2 separate regions of the Danio rerio genome follow, and region 1 is linked to region 2. Evidence: chromatin contacts called from public Micro-C data. All regions are on one chromosome and are shown on one strand. Each heading gives the region's core, a stretch centred on a gene start, on an enhancer-like site or on the middle of the called end of the contact. The rest is flanking DNA. Distances are from core to core; before and after follow the strand shown. Region 1 holds the start of dpm3 (dolichyl-phosphate mannosyltransferase subunit 3, regulatory). Region 2 holds the start of efna1a (ephrin-A1a).

Region 1 (4,909 bases), core at 1,567-4,066, 55 kb before region 2:
GCCATGGTATGGCAGCAAATTCTTTGATTATTAAATCCAAATGAGAGTATAGTTCCTGGCCATGTTGGCCTAGACAGTGTTGGGAAGAGTTACTTTTGAAAGTAATGCATTACAATATTGAGTTACTTCTCAAAAAAGTAACTTAGTTATTTTCTATGGTTACTTTTTATTACTAAAAGTAATGCCTTACAATACTTTTGAGTTACTCTTGTACGTAACTTTCATTGAGTGTTACGATACTTTTGAGTTCCTTTTGCACAACTCTCATTGAGTGTTTGATACTTGAGCTACTTTTGTGTAACTCTCATTGAGCATTACGATACTTTTGAGTTATTTTGCATAACTCTCTTTGAGTGTTGCAAAACTCGAGTTCCTTTTGCTTAACGCACTGAGTGTTACGATACTTTTCAGTTACTTTTGCGTAAGTCTCTTTGAGTTTTACGATACATTTTAGTTTCTTTTGCGCAAGTCTCATTGAATGTTACGATACTTGAGTTACTTTTGCATAACTCTCACTGAGTGTTACAATACTTTTGAGCTACTTTTGTGTAACTCTTATTGAGTGTTACGATACTTTTGAGTTATTTTGCATAACTCTCATTTAGTGTTGCGATACTTTTGAGTTCCTTTTGCGTAACTAATTGTGTGTTACGATACTTTTCAGTTACTTTTTCGTAACTCTTACTGAGTGTTATTATACTTTTGCATAACTCTCACGAAGTGTTATGATACTTTTGAGTTACTTTTTTGAAACTCCCAGTGTTACGCTAATACTGAGTTACCTTTGCATAACTCATTGAGTGTGACGATACTTTCGATTTACTTTTGCGTAACTTATTCACTGAGTGCTACCATACTTTTAAGTTATTTTTGCATAATTGTGTGATTCAATGTCACTGTTAATTTCAATTCAGCAATATATGTTTTAAGGTAATTAATGAAACAAAAAAAAATCAAATATCATTACTTAATTTTTTAAAAGTAATACGCTACTTACTCGTTACTTAGAAAAGTATATTTATTACGTAACTTGTATTGTAATGTGTTACCCCCAATCACTGGGCCTACATAATAGCAACTTTTCATTTTCTGTCAATCTTAATGCATAATGTAACTAGAGAAGTGTCAAGCTTTAAATAAGAATAAGAACTCACTTGTCTTTGAACAAGATGCTAATGGTCTAATCCGACTCAATGATCGATGCTGAACTAAGATAAAGGTGCTTTTGTAAGACATGGAGATCAGCTGAATAAATGCAAAAATGGTAAAACTCAATTGTTTTAACTGTTTAGGGAAATAGTAAAATGAGCCGATTTTCAAAAAAGTCAACATGTGCCAGCTCCAAATCATTCTATTTCCCTTTTGACCTTCATGTTCTGGTCTCGTTCTTTAAGTTGTGGGTGTTGTTCTGCTCCATCACCCCCTCTATCTCAGTGCAGCCTGTTCTGTTGTGTCTGCCAACTGCTCTCTGCTGGATCACAGGTTTCCTGAGCTGGAGAGCAGGGACTGGCAGTCTCAAACACTGTGAACGGCCAACTTGCTTTTTTCCCACTGCGCTTCGTGTATGTTCTGTTCACTGAACGCACACTCCTACGCAAACACCCCGGCAGAAGAAAATCACACTGATTATGAAGAGAATTACAGCAATCACAGATAGATAGATAGATAGATAGATAGATAGATAGATAGATAGATAGATAGATAGATAGATAGATAGATAGTCCCACACACATGCCACACTTGCTACACTTCTCTTTTACAGCCGTTCTCTGTACTGAAAGAGGCAGTCGCTGACAAGTGTAAACACCACTAAGAATAACCTCACAGTGATCTCAGCGCTGTCTGAGTGATGTTTATACCCTCTCGGCGGGTGAGGAGGTGTGATGGGTCACGGACGTGCTCAATGGGCGGATGTTCGCCCGCGGCATCCAAAACACAGCACTGTCCACCACTGCCAGCAGGACAGAGACAGAGAAAACAGCTTCAGACTGATGGAGCGCGGGCGTTTCATTTCCTGCCAGCATCACAGATAAAAAAACCTAAATCTCTCAATTGAGGAAAAGGTTCAGTGGATCTTATATATTTTAACTCAATTTAAAAAGCGGAATCAGATCAATTAATTAAATGTACTGTAGGTTAATTTCAGATTCGAATATACAAAATTATTACTGCATTTGTATGTAGGCCTACATTTACAAAAAAAAATCATTGCTGTTCAATCCTACTTTATTTTTTCTCATACACTCTAAAAACGTTGAGTTATTTATTTTAACCCACTGGTCGAGTTAAACATTTATGGTTCATTGCTGGGTTACTTTTAACCTTTATTAAGTTATTTATTTAATAGCTCAACCAGTTATGTTAAATATTTGGTGCTCTGGCTTTGTTGGGTTATTGATTTAATAACTCAACAGTTGGGTGAAAAAAATTGAATTTCAACAGTCAACTGATTTAACTGACACAGTTATGCCTATGTAATGCTGTTTTTGCGCTATAAACTTAAGCTTTAACACAATAATATTGCAGATACAGTATATACTAATATTAGACTAAAGCCTACATTTAAGATAATGGAGTAAAAAGAAACGAAATGCCCATTTCCCCTTCTCTTTCAGCAGGGTTTAGGAGATCAGTATTTCATAAAGGTTTGTTTAAGTTTTAAACAAACAGACAAACTTCCAGTTATACTAAAAAAATGCTGTTTTGGTCCTTAGATATTTAATTATCTCTCGTTTCTATAAACATTTGAAAGCACAGACCGTTTTAAAAACAACCGTGAAGACGTGCACTACATTTCCCATAATACTATTCGCCATTTACGTCATCAACCTGCGTCAATAATCCGAAAACAGTGAGCTGGCATTGAATAGTAGGTAAGAGAGAGAGTTTATTAGTAACGTTACATTATAAGTCCAGTTTCATTTATTAACATAAATTTTTAGTCGCTAATTATTGACGCCAAGTTAACAGATTTCCTCCGTTTAGCGCTGACTGTCAGATTTCATTGTAACCACCTGTAATCATTAGCAATCGTGCTAGCTTTAATACGAGTGAGGATTAAAGCGAATTTAAAAGCAGTATATGCATTTATTCTAATTTTTAGTCACATATGATGTTTCTTGATCTTCTGATTTCGTCTGTATCAAACACTGGTCAAAAAAACGAAGCTTTGAGGCTTTTAATCTAATGTTCTGCATTGTTTATTAGAAATATTCTTATTTTTTAAGTGCACTATACTCATGTTTTAACTAAATATTTATATGGAACGCACAAAAGCCATACAGTGTCATTTAAATACAATTAAGTGAAATATAACAGCCTAACCTTATTGAGGTAAAGTTTTTATATATTCGCTCAATCAGACTTCATGCTTAATAATATTACTTCAAAATAGTATTCTTTGCCAATTCAAATGGTGTAATCATATTAGCAGCCAATAACCATCAAAGCAAAACAATTTTCACAGTCAATTAAATAGAGCTGATGTTGTTTTGAAGTCATACTTGCATAAGATTTCTGACCAAACAGGTTGCGAATTACATGGGGAGTTTGGGAAGTATTAACCCTCTAATTAAGGCTGGATCCCTCTTGAAGGACGTCCAAACAAGATGTATTGATGGGTCAGCGTTTTAAAACTGAAAGTTCACTCTGATCTGTATTTTAAGTAATAATGTTAATAATTAAAATAGTAGACATCCATATGACCACCCCTATAAAGGTTCATACCATTGTGAATGCATAATTGTGCCCGTCAGTCTACGCGAGAAAAAAAGTCATTCAACAGTATGAAACTGGCAGATTCAGAGCACCGATAGACACCGTAAGAATTAGCAAGGCTGTTTTCTTATAAAATAGGGGTTTGTTTCTACATGTAGCCTAAAAGCAAACTCAAATTAGATGCATAGTTTGTAAAGTTTGACCTAAGATAAGTTGAAATGGCTAGCCTGTCAGAATACACTAAACAGCCTTTCCAATAAAACACTGAAAACTGAAATACACTTATTTATAATTCAATATAATATATACATTTTTGAATAAATTAGGTGTAATTTAAATAAATACGTGAATTTGATTCACTGAAGCATGTATTACACAAACATTACTGATAAAGTCAATGTATAATTCGCACACTAAGACTAAATATTTAAAGTAGCGTGGTAAACAATATAATTACCATTTCACTGTTAAAAAAATAAATAAATAAATTAACAAGTGTGCGAATACTAAACCAACTTCACCTCATTTCTAACATTATATTCTCCTATTTATCCTCAAAGGTGGATTATCTGTGTCTTCAATCATCTCGCAATCCCCCAAACCATGACCAAGCTTCTGCAGTGGCTTCTTGCGGTGTCTCTGATTGGCATTGCATGGGGACTCGTTACCTTCGACCTCCTGGATTTGCATTTGCTGCCCCAGTATAAAGAGCTTGCATGGCCGATGCCCGTGTACCTGCTGGTGGTGTTTGGGTGTTATTCTCTGGCCACTGTCGGCTACCGTGTGGCTACATTTAATGACTGTGAGGATGCGGCCAAAGAGCTGCAAGCGCAAATAAAAGAAGCCAAAGAGGACTTGAGGAAGAAAGGACTGAAGATGTGAAACTAGTTTGTGATTATCAATATTCTTTATTTCTCTGTGCACAACATTTCCTCCACGGTGACTGCAGTCTGGTTCTATGGATGTTTGCACTGTCATATGGACTAAAATGAAAACAGGTCAGCTTAGTTCATGTTTATTTCAACATGGTGTAAACTCCTGCACACCTGTGAATCTATTTTCAGCTCCAGGACAGCTTTATTTAAAACATTACTGAAACATTGTGGACATATTGTCAGTGCAGAGAAGTGCTATTTTTGTACAGTCCCAAGTCCAGAGTGTGTGTATTTGCATTGGCCGAGGAATGAATATG
Region 2 (5,189 bases), core at 1,921-4,420:
TTGCTCACCAAGACACTCCTTAATCAGCTCAGAAACACAGAAAAACACACACCTTCCACTTGATCAACTATTGACTGCGAGCAACACTACAACACGTGTGTTTCAGCAAGCAGCTGCAAGCACAACAAGAACACGCACCAACAAATTCAATCATGCACTCTACTCGAGCTGACTCAAAATCACCTCTCAAGCTGAAAAAAACAAAAAACAAGTTCAGCTGCAATGGTCTGTCGACTCTAGAGTCAACCTTCCCCTAAGACATATACACACTTCTGCACACACTGTTGACCATGTGCATCAGACACATGAATGCATAGAAAAGCAATCGCGATAGTATTTTTCTTGGATAGTTTTTCATTTATTGAATTCAATGAAAATAAAATATTCAGAAAGAAATTAAGAAAGAGCTGCAGAAAAAAGCAGAATGAAAATGAAGCATCTCATCTAGCCCAGCCTCACTAGAATTTCTATGAAAACAGGATTAAATCACATAGAAAGAGGGCAAGATTAAGACGGGGAATAAAAATAGTACGTATGTGGATTACGCAGGCGATAAAATGATCACAGTTGTTTGGACTTTGACGTAATCATCACATCTGCTGAAGCAAACGCTTTTTGTTCTAAGAAGAGTGGATGGCTTAAATATGTCTGCACGAAGGGGCAGATGTCCTATTTTTTCAGCTTTCTGTCTGTTATCAGTGTTTCTCTGTATGACTAATTCAATCTCACTCCCTTTGGGCTATTGGAATATTAACACCAACTGTTTAAAGATGATAAAATCATTACGGTAATTCAGCATGACCCTGCAATTTATTTGCCAGCCTTTAGCTTTAGGAAACTTGATTCATCTGAACGAATCGGTTCATTTCAGTGAATCAGTTCATAAAACGTAATGGAGTCACCAGTAAAACTAAAGAAGAAATTCATGAGATAAAATTAATATATTGTTTCTGGTTTAACATGTGGATAAATACTGCCATATCAACATCAAATTGATAACTTTTTTTACATGTATGGCTTTGGCTTATTTTGCAGGTTTAGAGTAAAACATATTTTGGAAACTCTTTCATTTCAGTGTTAAAAAATTGTTTTTCAGTGCAATTTTAACATCAGGAAAGAAACTTTAATAACTCTATTTACATCTTCTTGGTAAAGAGTCTTCTTTACCAAAATCATTCAATATTTAACACATTTTTGGAGGGACAATTCATTTACTGATACAGATAAAGTCAGAATTAATGGATTTTTTTCTTTTTAAAAATATTTTCCAAATTATGTTTAACAGAGCAAGGGACTTTTCACAGTATGTCTGATAATGTTTTTTCTTCTGCAGCAAGTCTCATTTGTTTTATCTTGGCAAGAATAAAATGAGCTTTTAATAATAATAATAATAATAATAATAATAATAATAATAATAATAATAATAATAATAATAATAATAAAACATTTTAAGGTCAAAATTATTAGCCCCTTTAAGCTTTATTTTTTCCGATTGTCTACAAAACAAGCCATCGATACACAATAACTTGTCTAATTACCCTAACCTGGCTAGTTAACCTAATTAACCTAGTTAAGCCTTTAAATGTCACTTTAAGCTGTAAAGAAGTGTCTTAAAAACTAGTAAAATATTAATTACAGTCATCATGGCAAAGATAAAATAAACCAGTTATAAAGAATGAGTTATAAAAACTATAATGTTTAGAAAAGTGTTGAAAAAAATCTTCTCTCCGTTAAACAGAAATAAACCGGGGGGCTACTAGTCCAGAGGGGCTAATAATTCTGACTTCAACTGTATATGGATAAATTACTATTGAGAAAATTCAGTCATTTTCTTTTCGGCTTATCTATATATTTTAAACATAAATGCATGTAATTTGCCTACTAAAACTTAATTACATGTTAATTAAATGCTAAATAGGCATAACGTAATTAGATAGTGTTTTGACAGACTACGTGTCATACATTATTACGCTGAAACAACGTTCTCATCGCAAAACACTCGCTGAGTCGGTTCAACCGAATCACTATAAAAATTCTAAATTGATTCACTCGCGTCTGACTTGTATAGGCAATTTGAGTTTAGCAGTGATTTAGTCATCTGCTTTGCGTTTATCAGTCATCGGAAAAGTCACTCAGCACCTATTTCAACACCTCACTGACTTGTGCGTCAAAAAGCAAAACATTCCTGTGAGTTTCCTCTTCATTTCCAATTCAGTCGGGTATAATCAAACAAATAATTGACCACATGCATAACCTATACTGTATACTGTGAATGTTAACTAGTTATTTACATTAAATGTATTCACGTCCATACGTCAGTTTGTTGGTCTACTTATTCCTGTTAAGGTGTGTACAAGAACGTAGCACACACCCAGTAAAGCATCTTCAAAGAAAGAAGCTTATTTTTGGATCACATGCACAAATGTAAAAAAAAACACACACAAACACACACACACACACACGACATATTCAGGTGATTGGTAGTAGACAGATTATGACGCGAATAAGTGTGCGTGGATTATGTAATCTGTTACAGGTAAAGATGTAACGCTGCAACGTCAAAATGCGTCTGCAGTGTAAACAAACACGAGACTCCAACTCTAGTGGAGCTATCAAATCCACTGACCATTAAAACAATATTACGATACAAATTAATACTCACACACATAGATTAGATAGGATATGTTACCAAATAACATTGTAATTTGCAATATATATATATATATATATATATATATATATATATATATATATATATATATATACATATAAATAGAAGTAAAAAATAAAATGATTAGCCGTCCTATCAGAGTAATTATAACATTGCAAGCAAAATTACAATATGAAATGCACTGCAAAAGGAACATGTGGTACAAATGAGTACTTACTTAGAGTTGGTACTATTCCAGAAAACAGTGAGTCTCTCAGCTGAGGCGAACACAGCGCAGATACTCGCTGCAATGTATAAAAGCCACACCAGATCCATTATAGACCTTCTGTGAATCAATCCAAAATGAAGAAAATAACCAGCAACTGGTAAAGTTTCCTCTAAATCTCTGTGCAGTGGATGCAAACTGCTTTCAAGTTAGTTAATATGCAGGTTGTAGCTGTAATGCAAATACTGAATCAAGAGATCCGCGTCTATTATCTATCTAGTCAGTACTGAATGAAACTTTCTACACGTCGCAGTTTGGTTTTGTGGAAACGCCTCCACGCAAGCCACGCCCTGCAGCCAATCAGAACCCAGGCTTCCTTCTTTATGAAGGAGAGGCAGTCGATCGCCCTCTACAGATACTGTAGCTCAGTCTGAGGTTGGGGAATCGATTGTAAACATGTTTTCCGATTAGACTGTGACAAAGTGTTCTTAGAAATTCGACAGAGTTATGGAACATAATATGATATGGAAAAAAAAATAAACATTTGTATCGATTCACTCCCAGACATTCAGTCTGACTGGATAGGTGTTGATAGTCCGTAAGGGCTTTTTAACACATAGGGCATAAATGCTTTCATCTTCCCAATCAACAAAGTTCGGATAAAAACAAGCCATTAACACTTTCACACATACTCGAAATGCAAGTTAGACTAGTCTTTGGTCAATCCAATTTGGTCTGATTTTATTTGATGTCCTATTCAACTGATATTTAATCCACTGAATAGGCTACAAGTGATTAACCTCCCACATGAAACCAAACCATTGCATTACATATCAATAAAGGGGTCATGTTTTATGGTGTTCTATCCTCCTCATTTAGGTAAATATGAATATTTAGACAGTTTTAAATATTATTATTAATAATAATAATAATAATAATAATAATAATAATAATAATAATAATAATAATAATAATAATAATAATAATAAATAATTTTAAAAATCTAAACTGAACATGTTTTTGGGGTCGTTCATACTTTTAGCCTATACCTAAAACTTGGGTTAAAACAACCTAGCACTTTTAGTGTATAGTTTGCTGTCCACACATTTGGTATCCACATATATTTAAGACATTTTGATTTAGTAAAATGTCCAGTGTGCACCTTACATTTTTAGTCTAGTTTCACTATCACACACAAACAGTTGTGTTTGTGTATTGCACAATACACACTGACTGTTGACAGATTCAAGAAGAGCCAGCAGGCGTTTTAGCACTCTTGTCAAAACAGCATTACTTCTGCTGAATGCTAATGCAAAATTCAAGCCCCACTCACGGAGCAAATCATGGGGCTCAAATCTCCTTTATCTCCCCTTTTAATAGTGAGCCTGATATGCGCAGTGTTGGCTTTAAGTATTAACTACTGTAATTAGATTACTTTTTATCAAAAAAAGATATCACTTATTTATTTTTTTGCAAGTTAATTACAGTTACTTATAATTTACTTGCCTCAAATACTGTAAATAAATTCAACAGGTCTGGATTAATCAATCCAAAGAAGCAGAGTAAATATATTTTGCAGAATAATTATATTTTCCACCTAAAAAGGTTACATTTTTAAAGATGATTGAACATGCTTAAGCATGTGAAAAACAATAGATTGAGTAAGAAATATGATGTCATTACTCAAAAAAATATTCATATACATATGCTATAATGTCTTATTTGGATCAAATTTAAAGAATGAAAAGAATTGAATTTATTTTTTCTATGCATTTAGATTCACACGAATTTTAAATAGTATTGAGTGAAATATTTAAATTACTTAATAAGCAATTTAGATGGATATACTCAACCCACACACACTCACCGGCCACTTTAACAGGTACAACTGCTCGTTAGTGCAAATATATAATCACCCAATCACATGGCAGCAACTCAATGCATTTGTTTATGTAGACATGGTCAAGACGATCTGCTGCAGTTCAAACTGAGCATCCGAATGGGAAAGAAAGGTGAATTAAGTGACTTTGAATGTGGCATGGTTAATAGACGGGCTGGTCTGAGTATTTCAGAAACTGCTGATCTACTGAGATTTTCAAGCACAACCATCTCTAGGGTTTACAGAGAATGGTCTAAAAAAGAGAAAATATCCAGTGAGCGGCAGTTCTGTGGGAGCAAATGCCTTGTAGATGGCGGAGGTCAGAGGAGAATGGCCAGACTGGTTCCAGCTGATAGTAAGGCAACATTAACTCCAATTTGTATCATTGATTGCAGCCGCCAAACCTGCAGCAACAACGTGATGCTATCATGTCA

The links. A called contact is a pair of places that touch in the nucleus more often than the background predicts.
Region 1: a Micro-C map of caudal fin shows a contact between it and region 2, with 1.9 times the contacts expected there. The contact joins the promoter of dpm3 here to the promoter of efna1a in region 2. A contact is called at or near these places in 2 of 18 Hi-C or Micro-C datasets (caudal fin and an unstated tissue) and 3 of 4 datasets of contacts at active chromatin or transcription factors (caudal fin, embryo and gastrula embryo).

Annotation. Positions count from the first base shown.
Region 1 is chr19:9,592,700-9,597,608 of GRCz12tu, reverse strand. dpm3 (dolichyl-phosphate mannosyltransferase subunit 3, regulatory) reads left to right here and starts at 2,816. Exons shown (of 2, transcript NM_200809.2): 1 at 2,816-2,873; 2 at 4,278-4,909. The coding sequence starts at 4,321. The coding sequence ends at 4,599.
Region 2 is chr19:9,537,974-9,543,162 of GRCz12tu, reverse strand. efna1a (ephrin-A1a) reads right to left here and starts at 3,170. Exons shown (of 5, transcript NM_200597.2): 1 at 2,889-3,170. The coding sequence starts at 2,986.